Linked DNA regions of Mus musculus: region 2 is linked to region 1. Evidence: chromatin contacts called from public Hi-C data. All regions are on one chromosome and are shown on one strand. The core of a region is the stretch at or near the end of the contact, and the rest is flanking DNA. Distances in the headings are between cores, read along the strand shown. Region 1 overlaps Gm34907 (a long non-coding RNA gene). Region 2 overlaps 4933432I03Rik (RIKEN cDNA 4933432I03 gene).

Region 1 (7,096 bases), core at 1,823-4,322:
ATGGTGAGTGGGATGGATGCAGGAGCTAGTATTTCTGAATGAGTGTCCAGTGTGGTCTAGCCTAAGGGCTTTGGATAATAGACTCGCTGTGCCCCTCGATAGAGCAGGAGTGGGGTGGGGTGGAAATGTCAGTTTCACTCCTCAGCTGTAGTGTGAAAATGGGCATTATTGTTATTATCATCATTATTTCAAAAAATGATTACATGTCTCAGCTGCGTCAGCTATAAAATTATGCTTATGTTAATTGCACAGAGGATGTAAGAATTGAACTCAGCAGACTTCTTGGCATACTGGATGTCCCATATGGCAGCTGCTCTGATGGCTATTGTCATTGCATACTGTGATTTTACAAATCCTTGTTTATTATTTTATCTTCATGGAAACTTCCAACTCACCTTTTAAGGTTTAGTTCGGATAGAATCCCTTCTGCATATCTATTCATAAATCTTTCTCTTGGTACTAAACATAACTTAATCCTGCAGCTCTTTACAGCAGTCATCGAGTGACTACCACACACAAGGACAGTAATTTCCTGAGTGGTTGAGATATCAAATGAATAGTTCTGTTCCCCAGAAGACTAAAATCTATAATGACAGCAGCACAAACATCCAGTTTACTGTCTGCTAAAATGTGATGATAGAGCCATGACAGCGTGGCACTTGGCTCTCTCTCTATTTTTTCTATCTAAATAACGTCTCTACTGCAGAATATATAGTAGTATTATCTAATTATTGGCATATCTACTTCTCTTGTATCTGTAAAAACTCTCTAAAAGAGTTTAATTGAAAGTCTTTTAATCTCCAGGGCATATGAGATGCTCAATACATTGGGTGAATTAAGAATAAGTTCATTATATTTTTCACTGAAAAACTTAGTAATCTTTATAGACGTGTGTGTGCGTGTGTGTGTGTGTGCATGTTTGTGTGTGTGCATGTGTGTGTGTGCATGTGTGTGTGTGTGCACGTGTGTGTGTGTGGGCACGTGTGTGTGTGTGTGTGCATGTGTGTGTGTGTGTCTGCATGTGTGTGTTGGTGCTCATGTACATGTGCACATTCACGTTCATAGTACCAGAGGACTTGAGTGTTGTCCCTAGGAAGCCGTCTACCTTTCTTTTTTGAGACAGGCTGTCTCACTGACCTGGAATTTGTAAAGGGCGCTAGACTGGCTGGCCATTGAGCTCCAGGGGTCTCAGCCACCAACCCTGCTGGGATTATAAGCACCATCAGGCTCATAGGTCTTAGAATAGAATTCATGTCCTCATCCCTGCAAGGTAAGCAGTTTATGGAACTATCTCCCTAGCCCCAAAGATGGCATTTAATTTGGTTATTACTATCTAAAATAAACATCTTTATCATGAAACCCCACAAACTTTTTCCTTAGCCCAAACTAAAGTTTCATCACCAGTTAGTGTCATCTCTAATCTTGTTGGAATTTAAATAAGACAAGGGAGATGAGGCTAGGGGATTCGAGGACAAAGCAGAGAGGTTGCTGTGACATCCCAAGGGAGTTTCACTCATGCAAGATAAAACGCCAGGTCTAGGAAAGGCTAAATCATGACAGAAAACAAAAATTAGAAGAGACTTGGGGGAGCAGGTGGAAACAGAAATGGAAATGGTGGGCCTATGAGGAGTGGGCAGAGTCCCAGGAGGAGCAGGGAGGAAGGGGAAGATGGTTAAGGAGAACCGGTGAATGGAGAGCCCAAAGAGCACAGCCCAGATAGTCAATGAGTGTGAAAGGCAGGGCAGATGGATCTCCACTACTGAGTTATGTGAAGGCTACGGGAAACATCGGCTTGCATACAAATTATCAGGAAAGATTAGATGCAACTGCCTAATTACAAGAGGACAGGGGTCTATGGGAAGGTCAAAACAGGGCTCATGTCAGGCCACCTGCATGGGAGGAAGACAGTCACTCTTGAGCTTCAGTTATACCAAAGTGAGTGGAAGATGGAGGAGCAAGGACCCAGACGTAGGAAGTGGGGCCAATACAGACCTCTGTGTCACTGCCCAAAGTGTTCTGTCTCACAACCCTTCAGAAAGATGGCTCGTGATTCACGTAAGAATAATTCATCCGTAATTTTAACACCTGTTTTTTTTCTTCTTCTGACATATTGAAATTTTTTTGCCAACGTACGTTTCCCACCTTGCTGTCTCATACTGTTTATGGTTATGTTTGGGTTGGTTAATGGTCAAACACAGCTTGAGAAGGGAACAGGGCATTAGGCAAACGCTGAGTAACCTATCTTTTGCTTACCTGACTCAGAATTCACAGCTGTATAATTTGTGGTATTTTTTCTCCTTTGGCAAATGACTTTGATCAATGAAGTCAAATGGAAAGAGCCAGCGTGGGGGCCTGGCAACCCGCGGGTGACAATGACAGTCATTCAGGGCTGGAAACAGTGTCTGAGTTCATCATTCCACACATGTGGAGAATGAACTTCAAGAAGCTGTGGGAGTCAATGAGGTTATCGCCTGGGAGGATTAGGAGGCTGTGTTTGCTCTTCTGCTCTGAGGACAGAACCTTTAATATGTGGTAATGGTAACAGGAAGAAAACTATTCTCAGCTCATGGAGAAGGGACTTCCCGGCGATTTAAATCAGGCCTTGTCTCCTAGTGTCCTGCCCTTTCTCCGTTTTCCTAAAGCTGGGTCCTGTTTCTGAGAATCAGTGAGAAATATGAGAAAAAGAGTAAAATGATTAAATTATACTTTGAGAAGTTAGTTAATCTAGAGGGAATAGCCTTCATGACTATGGTGGGTTAAGAATAGTGCACACTTTAAATATGTTTATCACTGCACTTTAATTAACCCAAGTTGGGCTTAGCAACTGAGTCTTTTTTTTTTTTTTCTCTTCTTCTTTTTTTTTTTTGACTTGCATGGGGAATCTATCATGTGTTTGATTCTACTCTGTACTTCCAGAGCACTACCATTTGCTTTTCTACGAAGTGACTGAGCTTCCATAGGCGAAAGTTTTGCTTGAGCTCCTGTTGCTGATGCTGTATTGGGTCCTGTGCACTTAATGCTCGCTGGCTCCTGAGAGTCCTTGTGCTCTAAACCGCAGTGCAAACTGCATGGCAAGCAACAGACCATGACCCTGTCTGTCTCTCACGGCTCTGGAGACAGACAGGGTCATGGTCACGGTGCTGGCTTATTTGTTGTCTGACAGATAAGTGTCTGTGTGGTTCATTGGTGGCCACCTTCCTGCTACATACTCACATGGCAGAAGGAACAAGGGATTCATTTTTAAAGGACACCATTAACATTTGTCTCCGAGCAGACAAATCTACATGGGATTGCACGGATAATCTTGATATTGCCTGATAGCTAAACACAAGCAAACCTTAACTTAGATTGTTTTTCGTAAATGCCTATGTTAAAGAAAAATGAAAACGTAGCCAGATGTGGTGGGGAATGTCTTTCATCTCAGCATTCAAGGCAGAGACAGGAGGACTCTGAGTTCAAGGCCAACATGGTCTACGGAGCAAGTTCTCTGACTTTGTCTCTGTCTGTCTCTGTCTCTATCTCTGTGTGTGTGTGTGTGTGTGTGCGCGCGCGCGTGTGTGTGCCCATGCTTTATATGTTTACTGCTTTGATAGAAATGTACCATGATTAGCAATTTGAAGTAATTATAGTTGGAGAGAGTAAGCATGAATATATGAAAAGTTAAGTAAAATATTTTGCCAAGAAGCCTCACAGAATACATTATGTTTTGAGGAAATTTTTAAATAATAGCTTCTGATCTTGAAAAATCTGGCTCACAGCCAGGCAGTGGTGGCACACGCCTTTAATCCCAGCACTTGGGAGGCAGAGGCAGGTGGATTTCTGAGTTCGAGGCCAGCCTGGACTACAGAGTGAATTCCAGGACAGCCAGGGCTACACAGAGAAACCCTGTCTCGAAAAACCAAAAAAAAAAAAAAAAAAAAAAAATCTGGCTCCCAACCCATTGTACTTAATTTCTGCACGAGAAGCTTCATGTCTGGTTTTGGTTATGAGAAGCTTGAAGAGATAATGTAGAGTGAGGCACAGAGGTGTTAGACTACATAAGATAAGAAAGCAGAAAGAATCACAAAGGAACTCACACAATATGTACTCACTGATAAGTGGATATTAGCCCAAAACCTAGGATACCCAAGATATAAGATACAATTTCCTAAACACATGAAACTCAAGAAAAATGAAGACTGAAGTGTGGACACTATGCCCCTCCTTAGAAGTGGGAACAAAACACCCATGGAAGGAGGGAGTTACAGAGACAAAGTTTGGAGCTGAGATGAAAGGATGGACCATGTAGAGACTGCCATATCCAGGGATCCACCTCATAATCAGCATCCAAACGCTGACACCATTGCATACACTAGCAAGATTTTATTGAAAGGACCCAGATGTAGCTGTCTCTTGTGAGACTATGCCGGGGCCTAGCAAACACAGAAGTAGATGCTCACAGTCAACTACTGGATGGATCACAGGGCTCCCAATGGAGGAGCTAGAGAAAGTAGCCAAGGAGCTAAAGGGATCTGCAACCCTATAGATGGAACAACATTATGAACTAACCAGTACCCCGGAGCTCTTGACTCTAGCTGCATATGTATCAAAAGATGGCCTAGTCGGCCATCACTGGAAAGAGTTTCTCATTGGACATGCAAACTTTATATGCCCCAGTACAGGGGAATGCCAGGGCCAAAAAGGGGGAGTGGGTGGGTAGGGGAGTGGGGGTGGGTGGGTATGGGGGACTTTTGGTATAGCATTGGAAATGTAAATGAGCTAAATACCTAATAAAAAATGGAAAAAAAAAGAAAGCAGAAAGAAGGCCTGTCTAAAGAAGGAAGGGGAGCAAGGAGCAGGGAGGAGGCCAGCAGGGAGAGGACAGGGAGGAGGATGAGTGTGTGTGCGTGAAGGTACCACACTACCACAGTGAGACCCATGATGTCGTGTGCTGACCTAACATTTTAATCACAAACTAAACAAGAAGATTAAAAAAAAAAAAAAAAAAAAGAGGAAACCCAGCTCAAGTTGAAATTGAAAGTGAAGGTGTGTGTGTATGTCTGTGTCTGTGTGTGCAAACCACACCCACTTCTGTCTGCATTTAGCACCACCCATCTCTCTCTAGGCCTGCAGTGCAGGAGATGCAGACAGTTTCGTTAAGTTGTACCTTACAACCAAGCCTCAAAGCCCATCTCTGTTTGGGAAATGTTTTCCTTGGGATGCCATGCTATCTGTTCACCTCTCCACACCCTTGCTATTAGAGCCTGGAGCTGGGCTGAGGGCTAGGTCCACCTGTTCTGCACACTGGGCATTGAGCGTGTATTTGAACACTCGGGAGTGGTGTACCAGGCACCTCCTGGAGACATTAGTGCCCATATCTCCAGCAGCAGGGGCTAGTATTCACGGTCCCTGACTGTGCTGCGATGGTTCATGTTAGGAGCTGCTTTCGAATAGCTTTGCTCAATAAATCCTATTGTTTGATTCTGGGAATTGGTTATGACTGCAACATTGATAAATAGACTTCTTAAGTCTTTTGAGTGTTTATGTGAAATTCCCAGCATTTAAAAAATAATTTCTGTATCTTCTTTAACAACTCAAGGTCAGTTTCTTTTCTAGGCATCTAGAAAATCCTGTTTAAAAAGTAGGTTAAGCGGAACAGACTCACAGAAAAAATATGGGGAACTAGAGTTTGCTGTGTTTTGTTAGAAACTAAAGGGAAGTGAAAACCAAGCTGTTGTTTTTGTCCACGAGGACATTCTCATACAAGTCTGTACTGCTTGCTGAGCATCTTCCCCTGCTCCTGCCCTTTTCTTCTCTCTCCTCCCCACATTAGCCACTTTGTTCCCCTGTACAGTTTCACTTCAATTTTCATGTCATATGTATACACATATATATGTGTGTGTATCCTCACTTACTAATGTATATATACTATATATGTTAGTATATTAGCATGTACTATTATACTATATACTAATATGGTATGTTAATATATACCTATACTAATATTACTGTATACTACTATATATGTGTATATATACTCACTAATTTATATATATATATATATACATATATCTATACTAACATATATAGTGTATATGTATATACACTATATATGTTAGTATACTAGCATAGACTATTATACTGTATACTATATACTAATATGGTATATTAGTATATACTATATACTAATTTACTAAATACTACTATATAGTATACATACACACACACACAAACACACACACACACATACATACATCAAGACCACAAATAAAAGAAAACTTAATATTTATCATTCCAAGACTGGCTTAATTTACTTTATATTAGTAGTTTCAGTTGTACATGCTTTCCTGCAAATAACATAGCTTTTATCTTCTTTATGGCTAGGGAAATCCCATGGTATAACTCTACCTTGTTTTCCTTTTCTATTCTGTTGTTGAACTCCTAGATTGATTCTATAACTTAGCAGCTGAGACTAAGACTGCGATGAGCATTGGTGTGTAAATATCTCTCTGGTATATTGACCTGGATCCTTTGGATAAGTAGCCTGGAAGCGTATAGCTGCATCGCGTGGTAGACGGTTCTTGGTTTTGATTCTTGTGTGAGCGCTTTTCTTTGATTGCTCACAGTATGGCATGTGCTGTGGACTGATTCTTAGAAACCAAGCAAATAAAAATTCTATACTCGGTAGGGTAAACTTTTTAGAGGGAGAAGTAAAATTAGTAAGCAGGTATGTATGTTGGGTATCTATGCAAAAGATAGATGCTAGGGGTGAGATGAGGGGTTGCCAGACTTCATTTCTGGCCCACTGGGATTAACACTGCAGGAATAAAGCTGGCACAGCTGATAAAGCAGATATGGGGTTCTGGGCTTGCTGTTATGAGCGATATAAAACACAGATGGAGGAAACCATAAATAATGCACAGTTATTGTCAAGCAATGTTGTTTTGCTGGAAGAATCAGAAAGATTTAAGGGCTTAAAATACTCAAGAAAAAAGATGAGGCGCTCTCCTTTAGCTTGCTCATTGATTGGTGCAAGTGGCAGATAGACCTAGGAGAAAGATATCTTTGTGATTTTGTAATGCATTAGGACGGAAGCTACGCACACATGACAAAGACT
Region 2 (7,096 bases), core at 2,358-4,857, 450 kb before region 1:
TTATACAATCCATGGAGAACTGGTCCAGTAAGAACAGAAAGGGGGCTCTTTGAGGAGAAAGAGGGAATCTCCACAGAGAGATAGAGAAGAGCAAGGAAAGATAATGATGGTGAGGGAGACAGTGAAAGACTATATTATATACGTATGAGGGCCTGGGGAAAGTGGAGACAGGAAGATAGACCAGTAGGATTTGTTAGCAGCCATTCTAGTTCCAGGTTCATTGAGAGACCCGTGCCAGGAGAACAAGGCAGAGAGAGTTAAAGCAGAACAGCTCACATGGATGCCTGCACACACATGCTTGTGTGTGTACACACACACACACAGGTGCACACACACACAGGTGTACACATGAGTGCACACATAAACACACACACACACACAGGTGTACACATGAGTGCACACATAAACACACACACACACACACAGGGCAGGGAAGGGAGAGGAAGCCAACCTATGCCAACGAGTGATTATGAAAAGCAGGCTTGATGACATGGAAGAAAATAGAAGAATAGCTGTCACTTAAACGAGCTATGCCCGTGATCCCCAGACACCTTGCCCCTCAGAGCTGCTGCTCATGGATTCTCATTGCCCCATCTTCTGAGCTTGCTCCTCACTGGGCGCTTTCCCTGCTCTCTCCTCTGGGAAACTCATCACAGTTTCTTATGCGCAGCCTGCCTGCCCTGTCTCTCGAGATGCATTTTCTGTATATCTTTAAAAAATGGTCCTCAAGTTTCTCTGCTGTGACCATTGTTAAAGCCTCTTATCAGGGAGACAACAGCCTCCATGAGACAAGCATTTCCTCCGGCATCATTTTCTATCAAATTTCAGAAGGGGCATGGAGGGACCGTTCCTTCACGGAGGAAAAAGAAATAGATGACTTGTTAGGCAGATAAGCCTGAAACATCATTGTGTCATTGCAAACCCAGGAGGAATAGGAGGAGCCAAGGGGTCTTGAACCCAGGACGATGGTTTAGAAAATAAGGAACATAACTCTTGGGGCCATGGTAAAAGGCTGATGCTGGCAACAGTCTGATGCTAGAAACCATATACCAGAAGGAATATATGTCTCTGCTTGGATATATATATATAAAACAACAACCTGAAACTTGGTATCTGATATCCCTAGCCTGGGGATAACACAATTGCTTGCTTCCTCTCCCCAAAGTACAGGAAGGGAAAGGATGGAGGGGCCCCAGAGTCAATTGAAATTCAACTTCTGTCATTTAGCAGAATGGAGATTCAAAGAGAAATACATTCAGTTGTTCTTATGTGTGTATGTATTGATGTATGTATGTATGTATGTATGTATGTATGTATGTATGTATGTGGATGTATATGTGTGTGTGTGTGTGTGTGTGTGTGTGTGTGTGTGTGTGTGTGTGTGTGTGTATGTGTGTGTGTATTGATGTATATGTGGGTTATTATGCATGTATATCTGTAGCAAAGTTGAAAATTCTCTAAGACTGTAACAGTTCAGAAAAGATGGTCACTGTGAATGTTTGCTGAAGATGAACTGATGCGGACCTCTTTCTTGAGTCTCCAATACAAGGCCTATGGCCTCTGTATCCACATCCACACAACTTACTTGAATTTCTCCATTTTATTAAATTGACCCCCTGGACCCCGGACTCAACTTCCTGGAGCACTCCTATCTTAGTTAAGGTCTTACAGCTGTGAGGAGACACCACGACCAAGGCAACTCTTATAAAGGCAAACATTTAACTGGGGCTGGCTTATAATTTCAGATGTTTAGTCCATTTTCGACATGGCAGGAAGCATGGAAGAATATGGGGAGACATGGTGCTGGAGAAGGAGCTAAGAGTTTTACATCTTGATCCAAAGATAGCCAGGAGGAGGCCCTTTGTACTGGGCATAGGAGTACATCGGATCTTCCTATGCCTGAGCAAAAGAGATCTCAGAACCTACCTACACAGTGACACACTTCCTCCAACAAGGCCACACCTAATAGTGCCACTCCCTATGGCAAAGCATTCAAACACAAGAATCTATGAGGACCAAACCTATCCAAACTACCCCAACTCCCAACCTTTGCTGTGGCAGGTTCTTCCCCATCATAGTGCTCATTGCTCCCAAATGAGCCTACTGTCCTTGAAAGAACTATTCTGTGCATGTTGTTCAGGTTGACAAAGGCTTCGCTTCAGTTCAAAGTGTCTGAAGCTCTTGAGATCATCTGTGGTGGGGTCATCTCTGTGTTCCCTTCAATAGGCAACATGTTGGATTTACTATGATTCTCCTCTGACATACCATCTCCCACAGACCCATCAGTGCTCCCCAGCAAAAACAAGAATGAAACTAGGAACTTAAGGTACTTAAGTGCTTTTAATCCTCTTTAGTTATAAAAGCCAATCTAAATCCAGCGGAGATCTCCAGACATCTGCTCTTAAAACTTTGCCTCAATGCTCCACTGCCATGAAATCCTAAGAAAATAGTCACCATTCTACTTCCCAGAACTTCAGGTGAGAGACCAGATCCTGGGTTCAGACTCCATCTTAGAGAACCTGACCTAAGGTTGAGCTAAGTTAACCAACAAGACAGCACCTAGCACCAGTTTCCAGGTTATTCCCCAACAAACTTTCAACTATCACTAGTTTCCAGGTTACTCTCTAACAAAGCCCACCCCTGGCACTTCACTTACTAGCAACTACCAATCTAGAGGAAAGCAGAAGCTAAGTTTATAGTTTGGCTCCCAGCACCAGCCAATTATTTCAAGGGCAACAAAATTCCATAACAGCCCCCCAATCAGATGTGTGCCAGGCTAGAAACCTCTTCACTTGCTTGCCTGCCTCTATAAATGCTTACTTAAGACTGAGCTTGGGGCTTCACCCTCCTGTCCTGCTGCATCAGGGTTGGCAGGGAGCCCAAGCTCGAGCTTGAATAAAAAGACCTAACGGGAAAAGTGTGAGAGAGATTTCAGAGAGTCTTCTTTTCTCCCTGGCATTAGGCTACTCTGCACAGGTGCATATTAGGAATCTTTTGAATTGTTTGGGGCCCATTCTTCTGTGTCACAGCCTAAGATAGTGTTCTTGGAGTGCTATTCTGGAATCTCCACATGGGGACCGTCAAGGAACTTTGAAAAAAATGAAAATTCTCAGACTCTTCTAAAGACCCTTGTCCTTATTTTTAATTGTTGTTGCTGTTGTTGCTGTTGTTGCTGTTGTTGTTGTTGTTGTTGTTGTTGTTGTTGTTGTTTAGACAGTGTGTTACAACATACAGGCAGCATGAGAGCCATGTTTTCATTTTTGCTCCGGTTTCTCATTAATTCTGCTCTGGATTTAAAGCCATGCAAATTAAGAACACAATAGGCAGGACGACTGAGAGGTTGGCAACTTCAGGGGAAAATATAAGTCTTCCTAGTCACCCACAGCTCTATAAATAATTCCTCATGAACCAGCTTTGCTCTTCAAGATGAACTTGTATGAACCATTCTTTGTCTTTTGATGCTACCCTGGTCAAAATCAGAATGAATCAGATGTTAGTTTTATATGTCCCTGAAAAAAAAAAAATCACACCACACACTACTGTATGTAAAGGTCCTAAAATAAGGCCTTGAATATGCTGCTTCCTCTTCTGTTGTATTGCTTTGAGAAGTGCTGAGGACAGCATACAATGGCAGGGGCTGCCAGCAGTAGACCAGGATGGAGACATCTCAGAAGCCAGCAGTAACTCCTTGTAGACAAGGATGGCATCTGGGACCCTGAGAAGCAGGAGACACATCCCTCCAGGGGAACCCACCATCTGAAATAAGGGACGGCCTACAGAAGGCTGGGGTGGAGACATCTCAGTAGCCTGAGGCACCTCTTTGTAAAAAGCAGTTGTTTCTATTTCTTCTAACCTTAGTCTTGGACAACAGCTGTATAGATTTCATTCATGCGTGACTGCTTTTCAGTTGGCCTTGGTGTGCCTAATTATTCTATTATATCTGACTTTCTTACTTCTTTCTCCTGCTCTGGTGAATTCTGTGAAACTAGATGTTCCTTGATGTAATGATTCTTAAACAATTAAAAATTGAGGCATGGGGCACAGCACAGTCCTAATGGCCCAAGTGTATGCTGTGTGTTCTCACCTTGAAACAATGTAAGAGGTGCACAATGGTAGTTCCAGATTAATGTTTGACTTGCAAAGAAATTTTGAAGAAACTATTAGTAAATGAATTAGAGCCAACATTGGGACCCCCAAGAAAGGAAAAAACTATTGAAGTTATGAAATAAGCCTTGCACAACAATTAAGAGTGGTTCCTGGATAAGCAAGTATAGAATACACAAAAACTAACTCAGAACACTGGAACTCTTAGGAGTCATTGTGTGCAATGTACAGAAGCAGAAAGCTAGCGGAACTACTGAGTTAAGGGTAAACTTGATTCTTTCTGGTCACTGCCTGGCAGCTTTGCCCATGTCATTTATCATTAGAGCTTCACAGAAAAATGCAAGTAGCTGACCTTGGAGCTCTGAGCTCTGAAGTATAATAAACCAAAAGTTAAAGTTTAAATAATAAGTTTGCAATTATTATTATTATTTGGCTACAGGCCTGGGAATGGGGAAGTTTGAAACTTTATAACAATTATAATTTAACTTTATTAAAAATTATAATTCTTGATTCTTTGTGGGATGTGGTTATGGTTTTGAATTTGATTTGGCAATGATTATACAATGTCTTTTTTCTATCACTTTTGGAGTAACAATAAAAGACTATGACTAGAAAAAGGTGAGAGACCCTTGGAAGAGAGTGTGAAGAGTGAGAGAAGGGAGAATGTGAGGTGTGTATGGAGAGTGTGTGAGTGATGTGTGTGAAGAGTGTGTGTGACAGTGAAAGGGGTATACACAGAGGTGTGTATGAGTGTGAGAGCTTGAGAAGAGAAAAGCACACAGGAGAAAAAACAGTGCACAGAGAATGTAGTGTGTTCAGGCTTACGCTGCAAGCAAACAAGCAAGAGAGAGTAAGAGAAAAAAAGAGAGAAAGGTTAAGCCTTGAAAAGTTGCCTGTCAGTTTGTACCCAAAAGGTAGTCCGTGTATTTTTATTATGTGCCTTCCAGATATCCCTGCTTCCAGTTGAGAACTCCGATCCTGTGTCGAGGCTGGACCCTGACGAAGAAGGAGAAGATTTAAAGAGACACCTGCTCATCACACATCATGGGGTACTGACAGACTAAAGATACAATTCTACCAGGTCCAGTTTGTTGAACTCATATATTTTATTGAGGCTAGATACAGGAGTAACTGTGACTCAAAAACAGCTGAATTACCAAAAGTCCCATCCCAACATGGATCCGACTCAGTTATGTGTGTGTGTGTGTGTGTGTGTATGAATGGCTTACAGGCTATGGTCCAACTAGTCCAACAATGAGTTAGTACTAATGGAATGTTCAAGAATCCAGTATTTGTTCAGTCCACCAGGCTAGATGTCTCAGATAACCTTCAGTTATGCTGGAATCCCAAAGAAGAAGGCTCTAATAACAATGAACGAATGGACTTGCCAGCAAGAACAAAAACAAGCAGGCAAAGAAAGTTTCCTTCTTCTATGTCCTTTAGATAGGCTGCCAGCAGAAGGGGTGGCCCAGATTAAAGGTATATCTTACCACCTCAAAGATCCAAATTAAAAGCTGGTCTTCCCACTTCAAATTATTTAATTAATAAAAAACTCTCTCACAGGTAAACCCAGCCATTCAGGTTTTAGTACACTCCATATATAGTCAAATTGACAACCAAGAATAACCATCACAGGACACCAAGGCAGAACTTCAAACAACTAAGCATATCCTGTCCATAGTCAAGAGCGTATATCTTCACAGAGAAAAGAACACATGCATATTCATTTGCTTTATTTCTTATGCTCACAAATATATGTTTGCATAGAGACGTGAGCACACACATACTCACTTGCTTTATTGCTTGTGCTCATTTCCATACCCCTGCTTTTATATAGTTCTGATCACACTACTAAGGGAATGATGCCACCCAGAGTGGGCTAGGTTTTTCTCCATGAATTAATATAATTGTGGTAATCTTCCACAGACATGCCAACCCAATCCAGACCATCCCTCATGAAGACTTCCTTTCTAGTGAATCTAGGTTGGGATAAGTTGACAGTTAAAGCTAACCATTACAGGATTTGTTTATTTATCTGTTTGTTTTTAATCATCTCTTTGCTACATCAACTCTAGCTTTTTACTATTTACCTTAAGAGTCTTCTTTTACATCTAATCAACCATATATTCCTAGGCTTAATTCAAACGATAAGATATTGATTCAGCATAAGAATAAGACACCCACAAACTGTTTCCAATGACCACTCCAAAATTCTAAAAAGTATACCATGGACATAGAAACACAGCTTGGGCCATCACATCTGGAGAAGAACTACAAGTCATCTATTTTCTGACTCAAATTTAACCTTTTATCAGATGTTCGCTGAAATAGAAGCCTTATAAGTATGTGCTGGCTGATATGTGCCCAAAGGTTGCAAGAACTTGAAGATGGATGATTACAATGGGGATTTCAAAGGGGAACAAAGAAAAAGTAGTGATCAAAGGTCCACACTGACACCACTCACTTTCCTGGTTTGCTGGTTTGCTGGTTTACTCACAAGACTACTTAGCCTCCGTAATCACATGAGACCGTTCCCACACTAAATCTCTCATACATTTATTGCTAAGATATAAGCTCCCCAGAGGTGTGACAGTACTAAGAAGACATGATCTTTCAAAGATGGGACCATGGCAGGACATTAGGGGCATGCCCTTCTAAATGACTGATGCAGTCCCAGTAATTGCTCTCTGGCTTTCTATTGATCTGTTTGGGTCCTTGTCCTCATACTGACTCACACGATTGTAGTGCTATCTTCCACTCATGGATAGTCTTCAACAGAACTAAGCCAATGCATCATGGCAAGCTCTTGATTTCCTATTACTGTTAACTAAATAATGTTCTTTATCAGGTACTCAGCCTCGGATATTTTGTTATATAACAACATGAATCAGACATCTTGTCGTTGACATCTACATGTTCTGTTGATTCTCTTTGTCTAAATAAAACTGCCTAATAAACCCTCTCACAGTTTCATTCTGGTTACATCCCTAGA

Evidence for each region. A called contact is a pair of places that touch in the nucleus more often than the background predicts.
Region 2: a Hi-C map of uterus shows a contact between it and region 1, with 3 times the contacts expected there. The contact joins two enhancer-like sites. A contact is called at or near these places in 3 of 15 datasets of contacts at CTCF or cohesin (the G1E-ER4 cell line and embryonic stem cells), 27 of 484 Hi-C or Micro-C datasets (the G1E-ER4 cell line, the HL-1 cell line, the HPC-7 cell line and 8 more) and 3 of 115 datasets of contacts at active chromatin or transcription factors (bone marrow-derived macrophages, embryonic stem cells and large pre-B cells).

The regions. Positions count from the first base shown.
Region 1 is chr14:103,472,434-103,479,529 of GRCm38.p6, forward strand. All of the region lies in intron 2 of Gm34907 (a long non-coding RNA gene), which reads left to right. Among named protein-coding and RNA genes, the nearest start is that of Gm34907, 12 kb to the left of the region's middle. Within about 2 kb of position 3,073, at least 24 of the 459 cell types and tissues checked have an H3K27ac peak or open chromatin away from gene starts, as enhancers often do.
Region 2 is chr14:103,017,389-103,024,484 of GRCm38.p6, forward strand. All of the region lies in intron 2 of 4933432I03Rik (RIKEN cDNA 4933432I03 gene), which reads right to left. It overlaps Gm34643 (predicted gene, 34643), which reads left to right. Exons shown (of 3, transcript NR_166851.1): 3 at 5,052-7,066. Among named protein-coding and RNA genes, the nearest start is that of Gm34643, 8.1 kb to the left of the region's middle. Within about 2 kb of position 3,608, at least 5 of the 459 cell types and tissues checked have an H3K27ac peak or open chromatin away from gene starts, as enhancers often do.